Regions from separate parts of the Mus musculus genome. Here all the other regions are linked to region 3. The links are chromatin contacts, called in public Hi-C and Micro-C maps. All regions are on one chromosome and are shown on one strand. The core of a region is the stretch at or near the end of the contact, and the rest is flanking DNA. Distances in the headings are between cores, read along the strand shown. Region 1 holds the start of C1qbp (complement component 1, q subcomponent binding protein). Region 2 holds the start of Spag7 (sperm associated antigen 7). Region 3 holds the start of Mnt (max binding protein).

Region 1 (4,966 bases), core at 2,287-4,786, 3.8 Mb after region 3:
TCTACCTGTGTGTATTTTAGATAGAAAATTAAAAAATTGACTCCCACAGACAGTTCCAGAGTAAGGTATATTCTGACCTGTTGACCCTTATGGCTCAGGGTGTAGCACATTGTCTTGTCTGTCTCCAAGCAGAGGCCAGCAAGTAGTTCCTTGGTTGGTCCCCAGTGCCTCTGTGGCTGCATGTCCCCAACAGTGCTTTCAGGAAACCAGCAGGTTTCCTGGAACTAGGAAGCCAACTTTTCAGTGTGGTGGCCTTCTGAAGCCCCGTGGTAGTTTTCTCTTTAACTGAGCACCTACAAATGTGTGCCTGTGAGGGAAGAGAGTTCAAGTCAGAGCTGCTACATGGGGAAGAGGAAGGAGGTACCTGACGGCTCGGAAGCCAGAGGATCAGTTTGTCCTTTCTCCTACACCTAGTCTTAGTTTGGGTTGTTTGTTAGTTTGTTCATTTCTTAAGGGGTAAACCACTTGAGACAGGGTTTCTCTGTGTAGCCCTGCCTGTCCTGAAACTCGCTCTATAGACCACACTGGCCTCAAACCCAGAGATCAGCCTGCCTTTCCCTCCCAAGTGCTGGGATTGAAGGTGTGCACCACCACCTGGCCAGTCTTTGTATTTTTGATGCTATTAATTTTCAGTGGTCTGCCTTTGCGGAAACCTGGGGACAATTAGCTTTGCTGCTTCCTAACCAGTCGCCATCTGAAACCTTCGTCGTCTGCACTTGTTAGAGGGAACTAGAGAAGCCTCGGCATCCTTTTCCCAGTTGGAAAAGAGTCATCTTTGCTGATGACTAGGAGCAAACATTCCCCAGTTTGGTACTACTTACCTATAATCACTCCCCGCTGAGAAGGGAGGGCTGCGAGTCCTAGGCCAGCCTGGGCTAGGCCTTGTATCTAAGTGAAGGAAGGGGAAGGAACACACTTTCACAGAGAATGTTTGAAGGGGGGGGGAGTTTTAGCCCTTTTATTGTGCTTAATCGGTCCAAACACATCTGTACTACTGGGATTTTCTCATTTATACAGTGAATTGTATTTATAAGCAACAAATGGGCCAAACTGCCTTCAAGGCACTTCGAAGACAGTGGGCAGTTTCTTTGAGTCCAGCAAGCTCTTTCCAGAGAGCCTAGCCTGGCTGGGCACTTCCATTGCCAGGATCTCATTGGTTCACAGCTGTGTCTGTTGAGTCTGGTCTAGGCTTTATCTAACCCTAGCCGTGGGCAAAGCTTTTAGTCAGTGCTTAGGGCTGTCTGAGTACTCGTGACTACTTGGATAGAAATGGTCACGTTATCAACCTTCTGAAAGGCTCTCCGGAATGTGCTTTCTTTTTCAGTGTATTTTTTGTATTTATGCAAGGTTTATTTAGCCTTGCTTGGTAAGAGGAACTTTTGTATTTTGAAAAGAACATTCATCGTGCTAGTTAAAGAAAACAAGGAGGCAATATATTCCCCAGCAATTAACAGTTTCTGTTCCACTGTAAACTAACAGTAAACTATCGAGGTCTTTTCTGGGTCATGGGAACAGTAGCTTGCAGTGACTGGCTCCAGGGTGAGGCCTAGGACCTTACCCTGGAGGGACTGCTGCAGAGGACTGGGACCTCCCAGAAAAGGGAGTGATGGATACAGTTTCTAAGGACCCAATGTTTCTGTATAGAAATATGTTTATCATTCTAACATTGTGGGGGGATTTTAATAGAATATTTAGTTTTTTATTAAGCTTTTTTAAAAATTACTATTCAACACAGCTGCTCAGGGATTACATGAGGTGGGAGCCCCATTCTGACTCCACAGATCACTACGAAGAAATTAATGCTTATCTTCAGCCAAAGGGACAGCTCTCTTCAAGCTTTCTTAAGAAAGTGAAATGTTTTGTGGTTTTGCTGCAGTACAACCTGAGCTACTTTTCAAGTTGGCAAACTCTCCAACCTGAAGACTCCAGCCTGGACAGAATAGCCTCCAACAGACAGATGAACTTCCACAACAGCCCTGCGTGCTGCAGGGGTTTATCTTCTTGGTAACCGTGGCCTGCGACACCCGGGGCACCAGTTCCATTACCAGGATCCCTGTGAGAACATTTGCATCTCTTATAACAGGATTCCAAAACAGCAAAGTATTTACTGTGGCACAAATCCTTGTGCTCCAGCTACCAGGGTCTGTTTGGAACTGTGGCCGCGCATCTAAGATGCCATTCCTTGAGCACATAAACTAGACTATACCGGTGGGGAAACAATTCTCTATAGACTGCTGTAGTGTAGAAAACTGACAAGCGGATTTGGACATGTGCTCTGTTCTCTCTGGTCTCAAACATAAAAGAACAGTTCTAGTATATAATGCTCGAAATTTGCTTTTGACTATCAAATCCATAAAAACTGAATCTTGTATAATGATCTGTGTGGCCTCTTTTGTTGGGCCTCCTTTCCCTTATTTAAAGAATGCTGTTTAGAATATTAAACATTATTCTTACTGCCATTCATTCGATAAGTCTTGGTATCCAGCATTTACTTTTGTTTTTTTTTTTTTTTGAGAAGTCTTTTTCATGTGACCCTGACTGTTCTGGAACCTGCTGTGTAGACCAGGCAGGTCTCAAACTCAGTTGTTTGCCTACCTCCCTGATGCTGGGACTATAATGCATGAGCAGGGCTTTTGTTGTTTGTTTTGGGGTGTGTGTGAGTGATTTGGTTGGTTTTTGTTTTGTTTTGTTTTGTTTGGGGAGGGGAGTGGTTTTGTTGATTGGTTGATTGATTGATTTTTTTTTAAATACCTTTGAGTGTTTTGGTATCTGCTGCCCTGGAACTGAAGTTAGATAGTTGTGAGCAGGCATGTGGATGCTGGAACTAGAACTCTAGTCTTCTGCAAGAGCAACAATGCTCTTAATCACTGAGCCATATCTCCAGCCTCTTATCCTTGATTCTTTTTTTTTAATAGATATTTCAAATGCTATCCCCTTTCCTAGTTTCCTCTCCAAAAATCCCCTAAACCCTCCTCCTCCCCCTGCTCCCCAACCCACCCACTCCCGATTCCTGGCCCTGGCATTCCCCTGTACTGGGGCATATAATCTTCGCAAGACCAAGGGCCTCGCCTATGATGTAAGCCATATATTCCTGCTCCCAGGAAACCGATGGTCCATTAAAACTGGCCCATGAATTGTTAGGGCGTGCAAAGGTTTCCAACATAAATCCTTCATCCTGTTCTTGGGATTCTGGATCTAATGTCTAATGAGGCCAGGATGTCCACTCCACAGCAACTGCGTGCAGGTCAGCCTGGGCTTTCCAGAATTAGTCGGTTTCAGAAGATCGTTAAGTGATCTTTGAATATACGGTTTTGCGCGAGTTGGGGTGAACCTGAACGCATTCCGCGGTAACAAAGCTTGGTGTGGATTGAGAAAAGCAGGTGAATTGGGGAGAGTGGGCAGCAAGGGAGACATGGTGGTCAAGGTAGCTGAGTCAAGGCCTCCCCGACTGCACTGGCGGCTCCCAGCAGAGGGCGCGGTCCGGCCCGGATGACTGCAGTCCTCTGGGGTGGAAAGCGCTTCCCCGGGCGAGGGCGGGGCTTCCGGCAGCGCGCGAGGTCACACGGTGCCTTGGCCCGGTCGTCCTTCCCTCTGCACGTGTCCGCCCCGCGATGCTCCCTCTGCTGCGTTGCGTGCCCCGCGCCCTCGGCGCCGCCGCCTCCGGCCTCCGAACCGCCATCCCGGCCCAGCCGCTTCGGCATCTCCTGCAGCCCGCGCCCCGGCCATGCCTCCGGCCCTTCGGTTTGCTCAGCGTACGGGCCGGCTCGGCTCGGCGCTCTGGCCTCCTGCAGCCCCCGGTTCCCTGCGCGTGCGGCTGTGGCGCTCTGCACACGGAAGGTAAGGTTCACGCACCCTAGTCGGAGTGCGGCCACCCAGCTTGGAACAGACCCTCGTGATCGAAAGCTTCCCCCCCCTTCTCGCGTCTTGGAAATGTGGCTTAGCAAAGTCCGTAGGGTCGTGGTTTCAAAGTGTGGTTGTTGGTTATGTCTTTTGGAACCAGAAAGAGGATAATTGGGAATTCTTTTGTTTAATATGGGAAGTAATAGTAGTGAGTCCATGATAAGAAATAACCATCTCATGATAAATATCAGTTCAGCTCAGTAAGTATATCCTGCTCTTTTTATAGAGTGAGAAACGGACGTTTTAAGGAGTGATTTGGGCTAGTGTCGTAAGAATGGATACAGTCCGGTCTATCGGTAACCGGCTTTTCTCCCTTTGGGTCATCTTGGCTTTTCTTTTAGGAGACAAGGCCTTCGTTGAATTCTTGACTGATGAAATTAAGGAAGAAAAGAAGATCCAGAAACACAAGTCCCTTCCCAAGATGTCTGGAGATTGGGAGCTGGAGGTGAACGGCACGGAGGCTAAATTATTGCGCAAAGTTGCCGGAGAAAAGTAAGTGGCCCAGGGCTTGTATTCTGGGTTCTCAAGTCGGGAATCCCTGACTACAGCACCCTGTCCTGGCCATCCCCAGGAGAGCCTCAGCTTAGGCCCAGTACTTTGATAAAATGGCTTTTCTTTTTTGGGTTTGTTTGTTTTTTTTTTTTTTCCGAGGAAGGGTTTCTCTGTGTAGCCCTGGCTATCTTGGAACTCACTCTGTAGACCAGGCTGGCCTCGAACTCAGAAATCCGCCTGCCTCTGCCTCCCGAGTGCTGGGATTAAAGGTGTGCGCCACCACAGCTGGCCAATAAAATGGCTTTTAAGAAAGCATTTACTTGGAAAAGTTCTTAGGTTCCAGGGAGTGCATTCTCTGAATGAATACAGACTTCTGGGCTTGGTTATTAAGGAGGCCTGAAGCAGCTCCAGGGTGTGTAGAGGGGAGTCTGGGAGCCACAAGCGCAGTCACTGGCTTACTAATGAGGGATGCTGTGCCCAGTCTGGACCTAAGGGCTGGGACTTTTTTTTTTTTTAATGTTTAATAGTACTGATAAATTCATTTGTTTAGAACTCCCATCTGGCTTGTGTTTGT
Region 2 (4,810 bases), core at 1,445-3,944, 4.2 Mb after region 3:
ACAGAGTTCACACATCTCCCTTCATCTAGGTGGACATGATCTCACTGGCCAAGCAGATCATCGACGCCACACCAGAGCGGATTAAACGAGAGGACTTCTCAGAGTTCCCTGACGCTGGAGCCTCACCACGGGAGCACACAGGCACCGTGGGGCTCAGTGAGACCATGTCCTGGCTGGCCAGTTACCTGGAGAATGTGGATCATTTCCCCAGCTCAGCTCCTCCCAGGTGACCAGCTCACCATAAAGCCTCCCAGTTCTTCTGCAGGGAAAGATGGGAGGGAGGAAGTAGGCTTCCTCATAGCCAAAGCACCGTTCTGGCTGAGGCCCTGGAGTGGTGAGAAGGGACCTGGGCAGGCTGGTGAACTCTAGAGCCACTCTTTACAGACTCTGGCTGAGGATCGTCCTTAATAGCCACCTCTTGCTAGGATAGGAGGGATTTAAACCGCTTTGTGATATCCTTTCCTTATCCCCCACAGTGAGCTGCCCTTTGAACGAGGTCGCCTCGCTATCCCCCCTGCACCTTCCTGGGCAGAGTTCCTCTCTGCATCTACCAGTGGCAAGATGGAAAGTGATTTTGCCCTGCTGACTCTCTCAGATCACGAGCAGCGGGAGCTGTATGAGGCAGCACGAGTCATCCAGACAGCTTTCCGAAAGTACAAGGTTAGACCTAGGTTCTTGGGATGAATTGTCCTTGACAGGGAAGACTATGGGCTCCCATTGCTTTTGTGGAACAAGCACTCACTCAGAGGCCTTAAATAGGAATGAGAAAGAATGGGGGGCGGGGGACACAGTACTTGCCACCAAGCCTGACAACCTAATTCTGATCCCTGGAATTCATGGTGGAAGAAGAAACTGACTGCTTCAAATTGTCTTCTCGTGTCCACACACAGGCAGCCTATATACACACACACAAAATAAGTAAATGGTTTTTAAAAAGTTTTAAGGAGGAGACTCTGGGAGGAAGAGGTGGTCCAGAGTCTACTAGGTGGGCCTTGAGAGGCTCAGACGGGGCCTCATTCTCTTCCTTTAGGGTCGGAGGCTGAAGGAGCAGCAGGAGGTAGCCGCAGCGGTGATCCAACGTTGTTATCGGAAGTACAAGCAGGTTAGAGCATTTTCTCAAAAGTATACCAACACGCGTCCACCTAACCTATCTATCTCTGTGCTATGAGAGCCCTAACGTCCCCTCTCTTTCCACAAGCTGACCTGGATTGCACTTAAGGTATTAGGCATGAGATCTGGGTGTGAGTAGTCTGATTCAGCCGTGGGTGGGTCAGAGAACGGGCTCTACATCAGCCTAATTGAAGGGTGACCTTCAGAGGTTTGGATTTCTGTCTCTCCATTTCAGCTCCTGTCCCCCCTCTCCTTCCCTGCAGTTTGCACTCTATAAGAAAATGACTCAGGCGGCCATCCTGATTCAGAGCAAGTTCCGAAGCTACTATGAACAGAAGCGGTTTCAGCAGAGCCGCCGAGCAGCGGTGCTTATCCAGCAGCACTACCGCTCCTACCGCCGCAGGCCGGGGCCTCCTCACCGGCCCTCAGGCCCCCTTCCTGCTCGAAACAAGTAGGGACCACCCCTTCCTGCCCCTATACAGCCCTCAGTTTACCTCTTTGTTAATGCCCACTACCTCTATCGGCCCTCCAGCCTTTCCCTACAATGGTCTTAAAGTGGGGACTCTTCTTTCCCACCAGGGGCACCTTTCTCACCAAGAAGCAAGACCAGGCAGCCCGGAAAATAATGAGGTTCCTGCGGCGCTGCCGACACAGGTTCTAACCCCATCCTTACCTCTCTGCCCTGACACCTTTTCTGATCCATCAGTCTCCTCTGACTTGGCTCTGTCTCTCCGCAGAATGAGGGAACTGAAGCAGAACCAGGAGCTGGAGGGGCTGCCCCAGCCAGGACTGGCCACCTGACCTCTCCAACGCCTTTCTTCAAAACCCTGGGAGCCCCTTCTGGCTGTCTAAACAAGGAGAGGGCTTTCGGGACTAGGGGAGCCCCCTGTCGGCAGCTCTTCACCCCTTCACCTTTTTGGGAGCCCTTCGTAGAACCCCCGCCCCCAGGCCTTACACGTTTCCTCCCTTCTGGTTGTGCCTCCTCTTTTGGTCTCCGGCTCCAGAAGACCCACGCCCCACATATCTGCATCTTCAGCTGTGACCTCCGGAGCCCTGCCTGCACCTTCTCCATATCCCCGTTCCTGCCTGCACCTGACTCGGACCTTCCTGACTTGCCTTATTTATTTGTTCGAGAGTCTCTGATGAATGTATCCGCCTCGGTCCCCACCGCTGCCTTCGCTGCGCGCGCCCTCGTGTTTCAGGGGTGACTGCCCCCACCTTGACTCCGCATGTTTGCGTCTGTTTCCTCCTTTCCTGGCCCTGTCTTCCCCATCACCCTGACTCTCTGGTCGCCCACGTAGGGGCCAAAGAGGAGGGGGTGTACATAGGATCGCGAGGCGGAGTCCCGCTCCCGTGGGGAGGGGTGTGTACATAACTGTAACATACAGAGTATAGTGAAGAATCTATTTAAGGCGCTGCGCGGCCGGGCGTCTGATTCCCTGGCGCGGCGGGAGCCCCCGGCTGGCTCCACGAGCACTTTCTACTTGTGCATGGGCTTGGTTTATACGAATTGCCATTAAACGTCTCTGCACCAGCTAGCCTCCGGCCTCTCTCTGCTGGGGGCGGGGTAGGAAGGTCGCCACGCAAGTCGCCGGCCTCATCTCGCTGCCTTAAGCGGGGCGGAGCAGCGCGGTTTTTCGCTTCCGACGTGTTTCCGGCCTTAAAGGCATTTCGTCCTTCCCTTTAAGACGCACCGCCCCCTCTCACTCATTCCCAAGATGGCGGACCTACTGGGCTCCATCCTGAGCTCCATGGAGAAACCACCCAGCCTCGGTGACCAGGAGAGTCGGCGCAAGGCCCGAGGTGAGGATCCCAGATTCACAACCGCGTATCTTCGCCCGATTCTTGGGACCACACTCTTCCCTCTTTGAATAATGCCACCTCCTACCCTAACAGACCCCCCACAGGCCACTTCTGAGACCCTCAGAGTCCCTAAAAGGCCTGTCGGCCCGCCCGCTGTCTTTTGCAAACAATGATTGGCTACCTCAGCCTGCCTTCTACCTCCAGTCTCTTCTTCCTATCCTCGCCTTTTACAGTCCTTGTTTGCGATTGGTCAACGGGCCTGCCTGTCTGCTGTTGGTGAGCTCTGATTAGTAGGATGCCTTTCTTCCGATTGGAGGATGTCGTATCCATCGCCTCGGTCCCGCGAATCTCCAGTTCTATTACGATTGAGTTTAGGGCACGCCCATCCACCCGTCTGTTCCCCTCTATTGGCTAGCTCAGCCAAAAGCTCTACCTTTAAAGTGTTACCTTTTCTGACCGACCTCAGCCTCAGCTCCTCCCATTGGTTGGCTGGATCCTCCTATCTTTATGCCCCTTCTTGAGTTGACCCAGTCCCTCATACCTTCCACCGCCCTTTCCTAACTATAGCCTTAAATTCCTGTGCTGCCCAACTAGATCGTGATGTTGATTGGAGAGATGAGAATGCCCCGCAGGCTCCGATTCGCCATCTCTCCTTCCCAGCCCCCGCGCTGAGTAGCTAACCAGAAAGCTCGCTGGGGTTTGGCAGCCAGGGTAGGGTGCGGCCCGAAGTGGCCTGCCCTGTATTGGCTTGGAGCGCATGTGAAGGACTTTATAGAAAGGATAGCCTTAGGTGCATCCAGCTCCCAACCACGTGAGCCTTGGTCGTGGATAAGTCTCCTACCCGCACCTACTACCCATCTGCTCAAAGGAGGCAAGACAGGATGCTTTCAGAATGTTCAAAGACTGTTAAATATCTGTACTCCCTTATTTACAAAACTTGTGAAGCCAAAGATGCTCATCAAGGAGATTATAGACCATGTCTGGGACGTTTATTAATGATCATACGGAATTTTAATAACCAATTAATATACATGTGTAGGAAAGATTAATTGGGAGTCCCAGGCTTGTCTGAAATGAGCCGAGCAACAAAGAATAGGTAACTCAGTAAAGGGAGTGCAGTCTGTTCGAAAGCTATGGGAAAGCAGAGCTTAATAGGAAACAGGAGTTAGAGTTACTTAATGTTCAGCTGAGTAATAGGTGTGCTCCCATCAGCCGTCAGAATAGGAGGCTTTAGCCACTTGCCTCGGGTCTCAGGTTACTAAGCTGAATTTGGAACCCAGATGTGAGCTCGTAGCCTCAGTGTTCTTATGCTACCTCCCAAGATGCAGAAAACACTGGAAAAGCAATCAGAACACAATGAAAGGCCAAGATAGTGAAGTCAGACAGACGAGAGCTTCTAGTTTGTCAGGTCTTGGACTCTGACGTCTAACTGGACAGGTGAGCAGGGTCAACCCTCCAGCAGCTCATAGCCTGGTAAGGGAGACAGGGGGAAAAACAAAACAAAAAACCCCACGTCTTTAGCAGTGAATGTGCTTAGAGCGTAGAGGAAGTCTTGACTCACGGTGAGGATTCAGTGTTTGCTGTGAGAGGAGGAAGAGCATTCCAGAGAGAAGGAGCACGTGCAGAAGCATGGAGTGACTAGAAAACAGGAAGAATTCAGTGCCACTTTGGGGACTCAGTCCTGTGGAAGAAGCAAGCTTGGATTTTGAAACACCAAAAGAAAGGGGAAGGGACATTTGAAGCTGAGGAACAGGAGGAAGATGTGTGCCCAATCACAAGAGGCAGCAACCCCCTACCATGGGAAGCGACAGGCAGGATAAGGAACCAGGTTAAAAGTAGCTGAGCGGGCTGGAGAGATGGCTCACGGTTAAGAGGACAGACTGCTCTTCCTGGGAAC
Region 3 (4,649 bases), core at 1,228-3,727:
TCCTGTTCCTCTCTCCAAGACTGCCTGATTACATGGGGGGGGGGGGGTATGATTGGTATTCCTGATCTGCATTGTGTTGACGGTAGCAGCAGATGACTCTTCCTCTCAAACTCTTCAATTTTCCCCCTCCCCACATCCGCCGCTGAGAGGGGTATACTAGTCGCTCTGGTTAACCACCAGCACTTGCTTGACCCTGCTCTGGACTCAAAACACAAAGGGGAGGGACATGTGGACAGATACCCCAGCCATCCATTCTGCAAAAAACCTAAGCACTTGGGTCTTGCAAATCTCCAGTGACTCCTGACCTTGAGTGGCTACTCGGTCTGACAAGGCCTGCGAACCTGCAGCTCCTCCGCCCCTTGCGGGCTACCACTCCTCCCGCCCCACCGCGCGGAACAAGCTGCAGGCGCGCGCGCGCCTTTGTGCGCGGGCACACAACACACACACTACTACCTCCTGCATGACTCATCACTGAAGCAACAATAGGCAGAAAGAAAGGGAAGGAGGGCGAAGAACTCCACCACAACACTACCGACTGAAGGGTTCTGAGGGGGTAGGGGAACCAGGAATCCCTAGGAACTGCACACACACTGCTTCAGAACTGAGGCCCTCACAAGAGGCTGGAAAGCGGGGGTCTTTTCCCTTCGGCCCCTATTTAAGCAGCACTCGAAGGCTAGGGACCATAGCCAAAGCGGGTGGATGACAGTCTCATAAACCCTCTTTTAGCCTCTGAGGGCGCGCCAAAGTTTACCCTTCTTAGGCGAGCTTATAACAATGTGGCCGGGTTGTTGCCAGAAGGGCTTAGGGACACTGTTAGTGGGTCAGTGAGATGTTACTTATAGATGTCACCCTGAGATTCTGAGGATTCCCTCGCTACAGGATCAAAAACAGGAGGATCCAGCAAGAGCCTAGGTGAACATAGCTCCTCCTACCCAGGGCAAAGGCTCTCCCTGGGAGATGGCCAGCAACCAGAGCTGGAGGCCAACCCGACTCCAGGCCCCTCGCCAGCCCCGCCCAGACCCCGCCCCTAGGCAACCGCGAGGCGGTGAGGAGGGGCCGGGCCGCACAGTCCCCAGCGGGAGTGTCCCCCGTGCACGTGGTCGGGGGCGGGGCCTGACTACGTCAGCAGTCCGGGTAACCAACGGGCTTGGGACGCAGGCACACGCAACATTCCAGCCAAGAGCGGGTTTGAAACGCGCAGACACGCCACATTCCACACCGGCTAAAGCAGGGCAAGGCAGGGGGGCCTAGGGCTGCCCCCAGCGACCCGCGGGACACTCACATGCACCCAATCAGCGCAGCTCTCAGCCAAAGCTAGACGTGCGACCCAGCCCAGCTCTGGGAGGCGGGGTCAGGCGGGGCTGGCCAGGATCATAAGACACGCGATGTCATTTCATTCTGCAAAGGCCGCCTCCGCCCCAAGCAGCGCGTAGATCTGCCGGGAGCGCTCCCCGCACCCTCCAGCCCAGGCCAGGGAATCCGAAGAGCAGCTCGGCGTAGAGTATTCCCCACCCCCACTCAGTTACGCACACGCCCACTCGTGTGCTGTACAAACACACCCGTGTACAGGTCCGTTCATCCGCTCTTCCCCGGTTCCCATCACACATCATCTTGGTGCTCACACGCAAGCACACGCGGGTCTGCCACCCCCACACATCAACATCCCTCTCCCCATCCCCCGGTTCACACATCCTCAATGGTAGCGAGGGCGCCGCCCGCCCACAACTAAGGGGCCCCCCACTGAAGGTGTACGGGGGTGCCAGTCAGCTAGGGTGGTACCCGCAGAAACTGGGTCCTTCTTTGCATGTTAATGAATTCATTAATTATTTTCAACGTTCGCATCACTCCTCCCGGACGGCAGCTCTTGCGGGGAGTTTGTGCCCGGCTTTTTAGGTCGCGCCATAGAGGGGCCTCCCTGCGATTTCCAGTGGGTTCAGGGATCGGGGTCACTGGCCTCCCCTTCTGCCCAGTGCCCCAGGGGCCCAGCCGGGCCGCTCACCACGTGCTCTCTGTTGTTGCTGCGCTTGCCATTCCAGGAAGCGGGCCGCCTCCAGTAGCGTCTCTATGCTCATCGCGGCGAGAGCAGCCGGGGGCGCGCCGGGGCCGAGGCTGCGGCCCGCGAGCCAAGCACAGGTCAGGCTGGCGGGCCGGCAGGAGGGAGGGATCACCTCCGGGGGGCGACAGGGCTGGGCGGCGCAGCGCACTCCTCAGAAAAGAACGGGGGAGCACGGGGAGAAAAATCAATGTCTCCCAAAATATTTGCAAAATAAAAATTTGCAAATTAAAAAAATTTTGATGCAAAAAATAAAAAAGGCGGCACTGCCTTCTTCCTTCCTTCTTCCTCTTCCTCCCTTCCGATGCCTCCCGCCCCGCGGCCCCCGGAGTCCCGCCGACAAGAAAGGGCTTTGCAACAAGATGGCGAGGAGGCACCGACACACACAACAAGGGAAGGAGCCGCGCTGCCCCCGGCCGCCGCCCCCGCTACTACACCGGGGCCGCAGCCAAAGCCCGGACCGGAGCCCCCGCCCGCAGGGCCGCGGCGTCTCACTGAGGGCGGGGCCGCGCCAGGGATGGCCCCGCCCACCGCGCGCGCACACGTGGCTTGGGTGGGGGTGAGAAGATGGAACCAGGCTTCCTCGCTGTTTCCGCTTTCCCTACTTGCCCCTCCTCTCCGTGGCCAGCCACAAGTTAAACGGGGTTTGCGTGCTTAGGGCATTCACGGCGGGATCTGCCTTGCTGAGAGAATGGGAAGCCCAAGGCTTCGGTTAGCTGAGACAGCGGTGACACAGGTCAGGGAGACCTATAGTCTGACCCCTAGGTCTCTTCGCCCCACGTAGACACGACCTAAATCCCGCAGCCGTCCGGTCTGTCGCAATTCCCCCCGGGATCCGCCCCTGGGCGGAGCTGACAGCAGGCTGCTAGAGTCCTGACAGAGGGACGGGAGAGCTGATCCCGTTCCGGATTTTGTCTCTGTTCCTCCCCCCGCAGTGCGTTCGCATCCTATTAGGCTACATCACCAGGCCGCCCGCCAATGGGCGGGCAGGACAACACGGCATGGAGCAGCTCCACATGGACACCCCGCGCCGCCAGCCTTCGGTTTAAAGGGACAGTGTCTACAGGGTCGTATTAGCGGGTGCGGATAGGGCCACCGGGTGACGGAAGGGTGAGACACCTACAGGGGAATTCCGCAGTCCATCCCCTGCTTTACATTACCCTCCCATTCAAAACCAGGGCTTACTTCCCTTCTCCTAAATTCTTTGTCCACCGGTTTCTGATATGGGTGGGGACTAAAAGTGTGCCACTCTAGAGGGCACCTCGTTGTTGGGCCCCGGCACCAGTAATCAAAAGGAGAAGCGTCCAAAGCCCAGGCCGAGGAGGCGTGGCCTAAATCAGGAACAACAACGTGGAGGGCGGAAGCCGCGCGCTACCCTAGCGGCCCGCTGGGCGCGGGGCGGGGTCGCTCACTGTGTTGGGTTGGAACCGCGCACTCTCCTAAGCTCGCCAGTCAGTCTTTATCTTGGCTGCAGGGCTTAGGACTGTCCCTAGGTACAGTCAGAAAGATCTTTGAAGTCAGCTTGCCCAAATCATTGCACTTTGCAGGTAAGAAAACTGAGGCCCAAGTGAAGGGACTACTCCAACTGCTCCTTGTTCATTGAGCAACTCGTAGTCTAGTCAGACCTCTCTCAACCGCCAGCTGCCTCTTACCACCTCGGGTCCTCGCAAAAGTGAAGAACTATCAAACTGCAGTTCAGGAAGGGGGCTGAGCACTTACATCTTCTTGATTAGGACAACAAAAATATCCTACATCTGGAACTCTCTTTGGTGGAAAGCCATACAATCTCCATTCGTACAGTTAGCATTGAAAAGCACTAGAATATTATGGGCACAACGAAGCCGATGCAATTACTCTCAGTGCTAGGGATAGTCAGTTACCTGTTAATGCTTCAACCTCCATGGTAGCCAATGCAAGGGAAATGGAGACATGCCAGTCGGTGCTTTCAGGATCTTGGGCTCCATCGCACAGCACCGGAAACCCAACCATAAGATCGTAGAGCGGGCCACCGTGACAATCCAACCTATCCAACATTACCTGCCTACTTCAGGAGCTGCCAGGAACACAGAACAAAAGAGGGTGGCGGGTCTCCCTTCCCCTTCAGGTTTATCCTAGAGAAAGACACCCGGCACAGCTGAATGGAGTCTTTGATCTTGATGTATTGAACTGTAGCGTGTGAACCTGAGCATGAATAACTCTTATGCAAATGTCCAGTGTCACTAAGAAGCTAAAGCAAAGGAAAATACTAGGGATATACTAGGTAACATTCATTTAACAAGCACATGCCAGACAACTGGCTAAGTATGTTTATAGGTAAGACCAGGTGATCTTTAGTGAGAAGGTAGACTCTTGAGAGCCCAGTTGTCTACAGGTTAAGCAGCCTTTTCTTAGAAGCCTACAGGGGTGCAGGCTCTGCCTTTCCATCCTGGTGTCTACTTGCTTTGGGTGTTATTGCACCTGACCTACACATACTACAGAACATGGAGATGCCAGAGGTGGCGCTACCGGCCTTTTTGTTGTTGTTTTGCATGGAAGCCAACACCATTCACTCAAACTGTCCAGCTTGTCCTGTCTCCCTCAAGTGGCCCACAGCAAT

What was found. Hi-C and Micro-C count contacts between places; a contact is called where the count stands out from the background.
Region 1: a contact with region 3 is called in a Hi-C map of B cells, with 5 read pairs. The contact joins the promoter of C1qbp here to the promoter of Mnt in region 3. A contact is called at or near these places in 1 of 39 promoter capture datasets (cranial neural crest) and 1 of 484 Hi-C or Micro-C datasets (B cells).
Region 2: a Micro-C map of embryonic stem cells shows a contact between it and region 3, with 5 times the contacts expected there. The contact joins the promoter of Spag7 here to the promoter of Mnt in region 3. A contact is called at or near these places in 2 of 39 promoter capture datasets (cranial neural crest and frontonasal cranial neural crest) and 1 of 484 Hi-C or Micro-C datasets (embryonic stem cells).

The regions. Positions count from the first base shown.
Region 1 is chr11:70,981,596-70,986,561 of GRCm38.p6, reverse strand. It overlaps C1qbp (complement component 1, q subcomponent binding protein), which reads left to right and starts at 3,536. Exons shown (of 6, transcript NM_007573.2): 1 at 3,536-3,837; 2 at 4,242-4,392. The coding sequence starts at 3,612. It overlaps Dhx33 (DEAH (Asp-Glu-Ala-His) box polypeptide 33), which reads left to right. Exons shown (of 12, transcript NM_178367.4): 12 at 1-2,471.
Region 2 is chr11:70,667,300-70,672,109 of GRCm38.p6, reverse strand. It overlaps Spag7 (sperm associated antigen 7), which reads left to right and starts at 2,694. Exons shown (of 7, transcript NM_172561.3): 1 at 2,694-2,913. The coding sequence starts at 2,829. Camta2 (calmodulin binding transcription activator 2) reads left to right here. Exons shown (of 23, transcript NM_001190376.1): 17 at 30-226; 18 at 477-660; 19 at 1,031-1,102; 20 at 1,199-1,219; 21 at 1,374-1,561; 22 at 1,690-1,764; 23 at 1,848-2,647. The coding sequence ends at 1,911.
Region 3 is chr11:74,828,752-74,833,400 of GRCm38.p6, reverse strand. It overlaps Mnt (max binding protein), which reads right to left and starts at 2,477. Exons shown (of 6, transcript NM_010813.3): 1 at 2,000-2,477. The coding sequence starts at 2,072.